Linked DNA regions of Mus musculus: region 2 is linked to region 1. The links are chromatin contacts, called in public targeted proximity ligation maps. All regions are on one chromosome and are shown on one strand. The core of a region is the stretch at or near the end of the contact, and the rest is flanking DNA. Distances in the headings are between cores, read along the strand shown.

Region 1 (5,808 bases), core at 997-3,496:
GTCAGGAGGGTTGCCAAGGGTTCATGACCACCCTGGTCTTACCAAGTTCCAGGCCAGCCAGGATATATGTACATAAGACATGCACACGCACACGGTGGGGGAGGAGGCAGGAGAGGGAGAAGACATGAAGGTAGAAACTAACTCATTTACTTTCCCTTTACATTTTTTTAATGTAAGAAAATACTTAGTAGTGGGGGCAATATAGGGGAGCTGTTCTGGTGAGACTGTTCCTGGAGGGCTGCCTTCCTTGCACATGCGTGTATCAGCAGTTTGTGGCTGGTGGTCTACTTTGGGGATTGATTAATCATGTCGTGTTGCAATACCCAGCTGGTTTCATCTTTGTTTTTTCCTTGTGAACTTCACAGCTTCTAATCGAAAATCTTCAGTTGGTGTGAAAAAGAGCAGCAAGAGTCGAGCTCTGACAAGGCCGTCCATGCCGAGAGTCCCGGCTGCTTCCAACTCTACCTCACCCAAGCTAGTGCACACCAACAATCCCCGGGTACCAAAGAAACTGAGAAAGCCGGCAAAGCCTTTACTCTCCAAGATCAGACTGCGGAATCACTGCAAGCGGCTGGACCAGAAGAGCGCATCCCGCAAGCTCGAGATGGGGAGCTTAGTGCTTAAGGAGCCCAAAGTCGTGCTATATAAAAATTTGCCAATTAAGAAAGAAAGGGAGCCAGAGGGACCAGCCCATGCTGCAGTGGGGAGTGGGTGCTTGACTAGACATGCTGCGAGAGAACACAGGCAGAATCATGGGAGAGGTGCTCATTCGCAGGGCGACAGTTTGCCCTGCACCTACACAACCCGGCGCTCTTTGAGGACAAGGACAGGTCTGAAGGAGACCACTGACATCAAGCTTGAACCAAGTCCCTTGGATGGCTATAAAAATGGTATACTGGAACCTTGCCCAGACAGTGGCCAGCAGCCAACCCCAGAGGTGCTGGAAGAACTGGCTCCTGAGACTGCACACAGGGAGGAAGCATCCCAGGAGTGTCCCAAGAACGACTCCTGCCTGTCACGAAAGAAATTTCGACAAGTGAAACCTGTGAAACACTTAGCAAAGACCGAGGACTGCAGTCCAGAGCACAGCTTCCCTGGGAAAGACGGGCTGCCAGATTTGCCAGGGTCTCATCCTGATCAAGGTGAGCCCAGTGGCACAGTCAGGGTGCCCGTGAGCCACACGGACTCTGCTCCCTCACCGGTTGGCTGCTCTGTTGTCGCACCCGACAGCTTCACAAAAGACAGCTTCAGAACTGCACAAAGTAAAAAGAAGCGGCGGGTCACCAGGTACGATGCACAGCTGATCCTGGAGAACAGCTCTGGAATCCCCAAGCTGACGCTTCGCAGGCGGCACGACAGCAGCAGCAAGACAAACGACCATGAGAGTGACGGCGTGAACTCCTCCAAGATCAGCATCAAACTCAGCAAGGACCACGACAGTGACAGCAACCTCTATGTTGCCAAGCTCAGTAACGGGGTCAGCGCAGGGCCGGGCAGCAGCTCCACCAAGCTCAAGATCCAGCTCAAGCGGGATGAGGAGAGCAGGGGGCCATGTGCAGAGGGCCTGCACGAGAACGGGGTGTGCTGCAGCGACCCCCTCTCCCTGCTCGAGTCCCAGATGGAGGTGGACGACTACAGTCAATATGAGGAGGACAGCACAGATGAATCCTCATCTTCTGAGGGGGAGGAGGAGGAGGAGGACTGCGAGGATGACTTCGATGATGACTTCATTCCTCTTCCTCCGGCAAAGCGGCTGAGGCTAATTGTTGGTAAAGACTCCATAGATATTGACATTTCTTCAAGGAGAAGAGAAGATCAGTCTCTAAGACTGAACGCATGAGCGCTCACTCATTGTTCTGGAGAACTAAAAAGTAAAAATCCCGCCACAGCTTCTTGGCACAGCACTTCTGTGGTCTCTTCACCTGTAGGCATAATACTGTAGAAAGTGTACAGCATCCTGACTCTTAAGTCTGATTTGTGCAAATTTTTATTGTACTTTTTAAATAGCCTTCTTATGTGCAATTCCGAGGGAAAGCCCTGTTGTAAAATATCCAGTGACAGCAGCTCTCCACATAGGGCCTTCAGACACTCATGTGGTTAGACCATGTTGTCACCTATAAGAGCAAACGCCAGCCCTCCTCTCCTCCATAGATGACTAAACCGTAGTTAGGGCGGAGCAGAGCAGAGCAGCCTTGTGGGAAGGGTTTCCAGCATCTGCGCCTATCACCAGCATTGACCTCTGGCTTTTGGTTTATTTGCTAGATGTTTCCCCCTTGGAGTTGTGTCGGTTTCACACTGTTTACTGGCCCAGGTGTCCTGTCCGTGGCCTTCGTTACCATAGCAGACCATTGGCTGGAAGTCAGATTGATTTCTTTGAAGAAAAAAAAGTGAACTTGAATCTTGTGCGTGACAGCTCGTTCTCAGTACATTCTCTATCGAGGCTGGCGGTGTGCAGGGTGGGTTTTCAGAGCGGCTTATTTATTGCTTTTTGTGTAAATTAAAGACCGTGTATTTAACACTTTCCAATCCTTTTAGATAAAATTGTTCTTTGCAAGAATGATTGGTGCTTATTTTTTCAAACCTTTGCTGTGAACAGCGTGGCGACAGCGAGCAGCGTTTGTCCAATGAACTCCAGCTATCTTAATTTGGGTCTTCAAGTTTCTGTTGCACTTGTAAAATGCTACAAGGAATATTAAAAGAAATCTATTCACTTTAACTTATAATAGTTTATGAAATAAGAACATGAGTCACAGCTTTTGTTCTGTGGTAACCTATACAAACATTTGTCTTTGGGATTCAATGTAAAGAGCTGAAAACGATGTATATGTTGTAAATATTTGTGTGTTGTGAGAAATTTTTGTCATAAGAAATTAAAAGAACTTACCAGGAAGGTTTTTAAGTTTAGAAATATTCATGCCAATAAAATAGGAGATTATAAATAATAGTGTAAGCACTGCATCAGTGGACGTCTTGGCTTATGTTAGTTTATTATGAAGATATCAGATTGTTTTGATTATATTATCAGTCAAACAAAAAGAGGAGTCAGATTTAATTTGTTTTTGAAGCACTTTGAGAAGAGAAATTAATTTTAAGTAACTTAATGAGCAATTTTTGATTACTGCTTTATGTTCAATACCAGGCTTGTTTGTTTCTCTGGATTATTTTACAAATCAAAGAATTTGAGAATATCAGTCTATAGCAGGTGTATGACACCAGTGGGTCTGTTTATTTACTGGGAAATGTATAGCTGCCCATTCAGATAGATAGTGTTACTAAATGACACAAGCTAATGGACTCAGTGTTCCAGTGTGTCAGAAGGGACCTGCAGGGAGTGAAAGGTCCACCAGAGAGCATCTCCATGCTTTCCTTTTGCTGATGACACCTACCAGTATTCAGCTTGGGGATGCTTTGGTTCTCAAAGCTGTTGCTTGTAGGTCCCAGTGCAAGTTAGCAAGATTTATGAATGTTTCTAGGCCATGATGTCTTTGCTCCTGTGCATGGTAGGATTCCCTGCTGTGGTCCTATACAGTCTTGTCTTTGCCATGCAGTCTCACCCTGTTGGGTATCTATGTCATTTGGAAGCAGAAGGAGAGACTGCAGTGTGCCTACACACACACACACACACACACACACAAACCATTTGCTATAGCCGTGAAGAAAGGTAGCCCTGTGTCTCAAGACTTCCTGTCTCAAAGCACCCAGAGCACCTCCATGATGTTCCCAGTCTTCATGGGTTCCCAAGTGTAAGTGTGAGCCATGTGCCACCTCCAGGAAGCTGACGGTGAGCTCAGGAGCCTGCACAGGGTAACTGGTCACCTTCATTCTCATGTTCTCTTGGGCTGTTGAGACTTAAATCCTCGAATTTCTTTGAATACCAACAATAGCCATTTCAGGAATTTCAATCTTAAGGAAAAAGTAACAAAATAACAATTTCCCATTTTCTCCATTTTAAGCTTAATTTTAGTAACTTATTTATGATGTTTATTTTAGTTTTGTTGTGGCCTCATCTTTGGAGGCCGACCTTCCCATGGGTCTAAGAGCAGTGACATTGTGAGGAGTTGCTGCCTCTCAGGAGTTGTATGCACAAGCATTCAGCAGTGCTGCTGATGCCTTCTAGGGAACCTTATTTCCGTTTCTCAAGGCAGGGGCCTCGGACTGTTCTCGATCTGCTGTAGAACTTCACTGTGGGGGTGCCAGAACCCCACACTCTTGACCAGTCTGGAAGAGGATACACTCAATAAAACTCTCAGCTTGAGCTTATGCAATGATTGGTAAAGTTTTTGGAAATTGTAAGAATTAGGAAATGATCCTAGAAATATATGTAAAGTATTCAATTTTCAATCATTTTTCAAATTACTGTTTTAAATTGTTTTGCTGAGTTGTAATACTTTTGAGATACAATGTATTCCTTGTACTGAAAGAATGAAAAGGACTTTTTCAGCATTTGAGGTAAGTTCTTTAACGTTTCATTAAAAAACATTTTTTACAAATATTTTGTACATGCACTTGCAGTATTGAGGTTAATCATTTTAATAAATTCGGAAATTAAAATGATCTGGTCAGTGTTCACTGTATCTTGAGAAGTCTTCCAGCAGATGCTTACAGGAAGCAGCTTGTGAGTTGGAGTGAGCCATTGTACCTGGCGGCCGTGAGTGAGAGTAGCTTGACTCACTCCCTCAGAGTGGGAGACCCTGTCTTTCACCCCAGAAAGGTTGCTTTCAGCATCCCAGACACATGAGGGCTTTCTTCTCGGTGTGACTGACCTTCCACAGTTCACCATGTTCCAACAAGTTGCCTGGAAACCTTGAGACTCCCTCCTCAAATACCAGCTATGTGTATCCAGTATACATCCTGCTGTATAAGTTGCCAGTTAGATTCAGGTGGGCCCAGTACTTTTGTATCCCCTAATAGAGGGCAAATGAGCTCTTGGCATGCATGAAAAGGCTCCAGCCTCCTTCCCCAGTATCCCAGATCCTGTGGGTATTGGACAGCAATAGATCCCAAAAAGTAGAGCAGCAGAGGACCAGGTAGGTGAATGACTGCCCCCCCCCCACCTGTGCCACACTCTCTCCCAGATCACTAAGCTGCCAAACTGTCACCCAAACTGCCAGTTGAGGACAGATTAGGAGATGGGTTTTAATACTCTATGAGGGTCTTCATCAGACCCTCTAATTCTCTGTGTGGGTCTTCATCAGAGTTTCCTGCCCAGGCTTAGCCATGGTAGATTTGGGGTGGCCCACCATAGTCTGCTCTACTGAAAGAAAGTCCTGCTTTGCTGGGCCACATAGGTTCAATCTGAGACATGAACAGGCATACCCTTTTTAGCACAAGTGATGGCATTTTTTTTTTCAAATGTGTTGAGCACCTTTGAGGTATCTGAAGTTAGGTAGTATCTGAGTTAAAGATGAGAGTTGCTTAGGACAGACAGTCTAGGCCTCCCACACAGGGAGTGCTGAACTCAAAGCCATTTGTCCTCTGTGACTTTAGATAACAGAAGGGAGTCACTTTAGGAGGATCAGGCTTGGGGGGTTGGGGGAGTGGAGAAAGCTAGCTTGGGAAGTTACTACTTTTATTAGACAGCAAGCTTAACCAAGGACACTGGAAGTTTCCACGGAGCTATGAAAGAAGGGGAGTTATTCAGAGCTAAGAATAATGGAGGAATTAGGAACTGTCTTCCTGGCTTGCAGCTTCAAGAGGAGTCCACGGGACTGGAAAGATAGCTGCTCAGTTGTTAAGAGCACTTGTCCGCACACCTTTAATCCCAGCACTAGGGAGGCAGAGGCAGGCAAATTTCTGAGTTCGAGGCCA
Region 2 (5,854 bases), core at 3,137-5,636, 500 kb after region 1:
CTCTTCTCAGGCTCCCTGTCTTTCTATTGTGGCTTTCACTGCTTAAACTCTACCTCGACTGGTCTAGGGCCTAGGATGACACTCATTTGCTTCCAGTGGCCTGTGAGACTTAAGAGCCCTGCCTGGCCTCTGCATCTCTCAGTTAGGTACCCTCCCTCCACATCTCTGCTCTTCAGCCTCTCTGTATCTTGAACAAAAAAATTTTTTTAAGATTTATTTATTATATGCAAGTACACTGTAGCTGTCTTCAGACACCCCAGAAGAGGGCATCAGATCTCGTTAAGGATGGTTGTGAGCCGCCATGTGGTGCTCTTAACCACTGAGCCATCTCTCCAGCCCACAAATGTGTTATATTATCTATCTCTCCAGCCTAAGCTGGGCTGTGCACCTTTCCTCCATATGGCAGGCTCTTGCTCAGCCTGTTCTTTTCTGAACCTTTATGTTCAGAGGGCAACTGTTCCCGTGTGTGCTGATCAGTAGTACGTCCCTCGTGGCCAGCATGCAACTTGGGTTGGCCCTGAACTTGTGTGACAACTTTCCTGGTTCTGTTTCCCCAGAGATAGAAACTAGCTACTACCTTCCTTCTCTTCCAGTTCAGGGGATAGAATTCAGGACATTTCAGTGATGGAGAGATGGTTCAGCAGTTAAAAGCACTCACTGCAGTCTTTTAGAGAACCTGGGTTTGATTGCTGGCACCCACATTGCAGTTTACAACTTTTTGTAACTGCAGGAAGTTAATACCATTTTCTGACTTCCACAAGCACCAACCACTCATGGTACACATACATAATGTAGGCAAAACATATATACACATGAAAGAAAATAAATTTAGGACCTTTCACATGCTAGGCAAGTGATCTAGCACTGAGAATTATTTCATGTGTGTGTGTGTGTATTTTTTTTTTTTTTTTTTTTTTTTGGTTTTTCGAGACAGGGTTTCTCTGTATAGCCCTGGCTGTCCTGGAGCTCATTTTGTAGACCAGGCTGGCCTCGAACTCAGAAATCCGCCTGCCTCTGCCTCCTGAGTGCTGGGATTAAAGGCATGCGCTACCATGCCCGGTGTGTGTGTGTATTTTAAAGGGTCTCACTATATTGCTTCGTTGTTTGGCCTGGAATTCACTATGTAGCAGGCTATCCTTGAACTCACAGAGAGCATCTTTCTTCTACCTCCCCAGTAGTGCTTGGAGAAAAAGGCGTGCTACCACTGGTGGTTTGCTAACTGCTCTTGTGTCAACTTGACACAAAGCAGAGTCATCTGAAAGGAGGGAATCTTACTGTAAGATCCAGCTCTAAGGCATTTTCTTAGTTTGCTTTTTACAGAGGAGGGCCCAGCTTTGTGGTCCTGAGCTCTATAAGAAAGCAGGCTGAGCAAGCTGAGCAAGCCAGTCAGCAGCCCTCTTTTATGGCCTCTGCATCAGTTCCTGCCTCTAGGCTCCTACCCTGTTTGAGTCCCTGTTCTGACTTCCTTCAATGATGAACAGTGCTGTCAAAGTGTAAGCTCAATAAACCCTTCCTCCCCAACTTGCTTTTGGTCATGGTGTTTTCTTCACAGCAACAGAAACCATAACTAGGAAACCTTGCCAAACAAACAAACAAACAACCAACCTTGTTTTTGAGATAGAGTTTTACCATATACCCTTGGCTGGTCTGGAACTTGCTATAGAGATCAAAGTGGTTTTGAACTTCCATTGATCCTCCTTCCTTAGCCTCTCAAGTCTGAGTTCCAGACACAAGTCATCATACTCTGTTTTGTTGTTATTGCTACTGTGTGTGTGCATGTTGTGCATGTGTGTGGCTACGTGTGCCATAACACATGTGTGAAGGTGAGCAGACAACTTTGAGGTTTGTTCTCTCATTCTACATTTACACTGGTTCCAGGACCTAACTTAGCTCTCCAGTCTGGAGGGTCCTATTTATTAGGGACAAAGTCAATATATATTCAGGCTGGTCTCAAACTCACCATCTTCTTGTTTCAGCTACTCAAGCACTGGGATTACAAGTTTCTGGCACCAGAATGAAGGTTGCAGGTTCTTACTTCCTTTCCAGATTCTCATGACCCTGTTCTGAGGAGCAGCACTTTTCCAGGGACCTTTAAGGTCGTGTAGTCCAGCCCTGTCCCAGCCCCAGCCGCAACCTGCTTTTCAGAGTTTTTGCAGAGGTTAAGATTCCAGCTTCAGTCTTCTGGACCTCAGCTACACCCACCCTCCCAGATGCAACGCGCATGTGTTCCTGTACCCTAAGTCAACCGCTTGTGAATTACAGCTTGTGATGTCTGGTAGTCCTCACGTTGGTACTGAAGTGTTGTATGACTGAATCTGAGAGCTACTTCTATTAATCCCGTCCAGTGCCTTGGGCAGGTTTCTTATCCTCTCTGGGCCAGCATTGGCGAACAAAGATGATGTGCAAAGCTCTGGAGTAGGGTAGAATCTTAGTCTGCTGACTCTACCATTCGCTGGAGTCTTCTGTCTCATTTGCTCTCCAGGCATCCTCTCAAGCCCTTTGTCTCATTTCTCTTCTGCCCTCTACCTGTTACCTTTCCTTTTCTGGTTTCTCAGGTGCACTACTGTCTTCCAGCACCTCCTGGCTTATAGCAGCTGCGCTCAGCCTCTAGAGAGGGATGGACAGGACAGGGAAAGTTAGGGGACTGGATCAGGCTTAGTGCTCTCTGGCTTTCAGCTTCCGTCCTAAGCTTGGACCGGACCTGTGGAAATACATAGGGAAAAGGAAGAACTGTGCATCCAGAGTGTGAAGCAGCCAATGTTCAAGCACATTTAGCAAAGTCGGCCTGGGGGAATAGGCACCCCCTCCCCAAAATACTTCTTTTGAAGGGCCCTATGCAAATAAAATAGAAAGATGGTTTCATTGGTTAACTTGCTATATAATCATGGGGTCCTAGTTCAGATTCCTGTACCTAGTAAGCCAGAGTCTTGTAAAGAGACTTTCTAAATACCTATAACTCCAGCTCCAAGGAATTTGATGTCTTCTCTGGATCCAAACCACACAGGCACATACACCTCCTTCCAGCTACACACACACACACACACACACACACACACACAGAAGGCTTTGAGCTAGACAGATGGCTCAGTTGTTAAGAGCACATATTGCTCTTATAGAGGACTAGATTTGATTCCCAGCATTCAAGTCCAATGGTCCATAAACTCCCATAACCCCAGTTCCAGGAGATCGAATGAATGCTTTCTTCTGGCCTGAGGGCACTGCCCTTGTGCACAAACCATACTCATCCACATACATAATACACATAACTAAAAAACAGAAATCAGGGGCTGGTGATATGGCTCAGCAGTTAAGAGCACTGGTTACTCTTCCTGAAGACCTGGTTTTAATTTCTAGTATGCATGTAGTGGCTTACATTTGTAACTCCAGTTCCAGGGGTCTGATTCCTCTTTGGCCTCTATGGACACCAAACATCCACATGGTACACAGACATATACACAGACAATGTATATACAACAAATTAGCCGGTTATAATGGTTCACACTCTTAATTCCAGCACTTGGCAAAGTAGAGGAAGGTGGATCTCTGAGTTTGAGGACAGCCTGGTCTATATGAAGGTTCTAGAATAGCCAAGGCTACATAAAGAGAACTCTCCAAATAAAAAAATAAAACCTTAAGTAAATTTAAAATTTGTATTTCTCGTTAAAGATAGGGTTTCTGTGAAGCTCTAGCTGTCCTTGAATCACTCTGTAGACCAGGTGGGCCTTGAACTCAAGAGATTAAAGGCATGCAAGCACCACTCCTAGCCCCCTGCATTATGAGTTTTAAGTATGAAACAGCACCTGGGTCGGTCAGTCATTAAAATATTCTTGCTCCTGATTTGGACTGAAGCCATGGTTCTCAACCTTACAAATGTTGCGCCCCTTTAATACAGTCCTCATGTTGTGGTGGTGCCTAACCTTAAATCTGTTTTTTTTGTTGCTACTTGAAAATAGTGACTTTAGTATTGTTATGAGTCATAATGTAAATATTCTTTTAGTGGTCTTAGGCAACCCCAAAGGGACTACAACCCCCGGTTAAGAAGCTCTGGACTAGAGGCTGTGCTGATTGAGGTCCTAAACAGGGGTGGCAAGGATGAGAACAGAGGCAAAGCTGACAATCCCCTCTTCTCTGCTAACACCCAAATAGCTCATCTTCAGGAAACGTAACCAGTGTTCCATCGGTTTCTAGAGCAGAGAGCAGGGCGTCAGCTTAGGGCAACAGGATGAGTAAGAATCCACTCCTCCTGAGATAGTGAGGATTTCTGGCAGCAGGCAGTACTTCTCTGGTCACATGGTTAACCTAGAGTTGGGACAAATGCCAGCCACAGGCCATCTGGAGGCTTCAGCATGGGAGGTTGGTCTTGGTTATTGGGGCCAAGAGGTCAGAGATGCCCAGGCTGTTCCCAGGAACTGCTCTAAGTCTGTTTACTTTTGGGGAGGTCCTTTAGCCTTACCACATAAAATACTTACACATCCATTAAAGTTTGCTTTGGGGATAGGGGTTGGAGGACTGTATAGATGGCTCACTGGTTAAGAGCACTGGCTCTTCCGAAGGTCCTCAGTTCAATTCCCAGCAACCACGTGGTGGCTCACAGCCATCTGCAATGGGATCAATGCCCTCTTTCTGGCATGCAAATATGACAGAGCACTTGTATACATAAAAAAGTGTCCAAAAACTACCCTCTGACCTTTACAAGCATGGAACTCCACATGGTTACAAAAACAAGAGACTCCTCCAAGCTGCCCTGTAACCTCCACAGGTCAGAAGTATGCCATGGTATATGTACACGCCTGCAATCACATGTAAAGTACTTTTAAAATTTAACTTCATCGAGCAAGTGTTGCTTTTTGACATTAAGAAAGCTAGTAAGTATACAGGCTTGTACCACAGATGTTTCTGTCCAGAGTGGTGGGGCAGGCACTTCCTAGTTTTAGCAAGACATCAGCATGTCTATATGACCTTCTGACATCCTCTTAGATAGACATACACATACACCAAAAATGAAAGGGGTTAGTTTTTGTTTTTAAAGTCTTTTTATTTAAAAACAAAAACAAAAAAGAAAACCAAATCAAAATATTTCCCATTGGAGGCTATTTCTTTTTTTGTCTTTTAAAAATTTTATTACACAAATATCTCCCATTCCCAAGTGTCAGAAGAAAGACATCTTTGCTCTTTCTAAAACCAAGTGGGAAACTTTTAGAAAACAAAGTCCAACTAGCTTTCTTCCTTCCCTGACCCAAAATAATGCCAATGTGTCAGCTGGTGGCCTAAGACTCATTCCCTTAATGCTTACATTTAATTTAAAAATCTTAGCACAACATTGGAGATCGACTCTAAATAAGCAACAAAAAATATATATTTACAATATTTCCCACCCACCCCCAAAAAACCAAACCCTTTAAACATAGTGACTTTAGGAGTTTTATTTATTGAGCAGTTATTTTTTTAATCACCAAGTGATTTTATATTATATATATATAATTATATATATATAATTTTCTTCCTTTCCTTTGTGTTTTTTTGCCCCAGTATGTGGAAAGATGAAGGCAGAGGTCAGGTCCTGCAGTCTGAGGCCAGGCTCTGGCAAGACTGCAGCTAAGAGTAGATGCAGGACTATGAACTCGCATGTTCTACGTCCTCGGAGACACTTCTCTCTTTTTGCAAGGACCAACTCTCACCTCTAAAAACCATTCTCCCTCATAGTCCTAAAGAAAAGACCCAGCAAGGGCGTCAGTCCATCTGCCACCACCCTGAGCTCCCTTTTCCACTGACAAATTTCTGTGCGGTAAAATGCTTGCTTTTTCTAAATTCAAATGCAAAGACCAAAACCCAGACAAGCCATCAGCTTAGAAAT

What was found.
Region 2: a contact with region 1 is called in a targeted proximity ligation map of pancreatic cancer cells. A contact is called at or near these places in 1 of 39 promoter capture datasets (neutrophils), 1 of 130 datasets of targeted methods (pancreatic cancer cells) and 1 of 9 other capture datasets (adipose tissue).

The regions. Positions count from the first base shown.
Region 1 is chr19:3,813,750-3,819,557 of GRCm38.p6, forward strand. It overlaps Kmt5b (lysine methyltransferase 5B), which reads left to right. Exons shown (of 11, transcript NM_001379678.1): 11 at 366-4,551. The coding sequence ends at 1,840. Among named protein-coding and RNA genes, the nearest start is that of Gm16066, 12 kb to the left of the region's middle.
Region 2 is chr19:4,311,130-4,316,983 of GRCm38.p6, forward strand. It overlaps Kdm2a (lysine (K)-specific demethylase 2A), which reads right to left. Exons shown (of 21, transcript NM_001001984.2): 21 at 5,015-5,854. Among named protein-coding and RNA genes, the nearest start is that of Grk2, 7.8 kb to the left of the region's middle.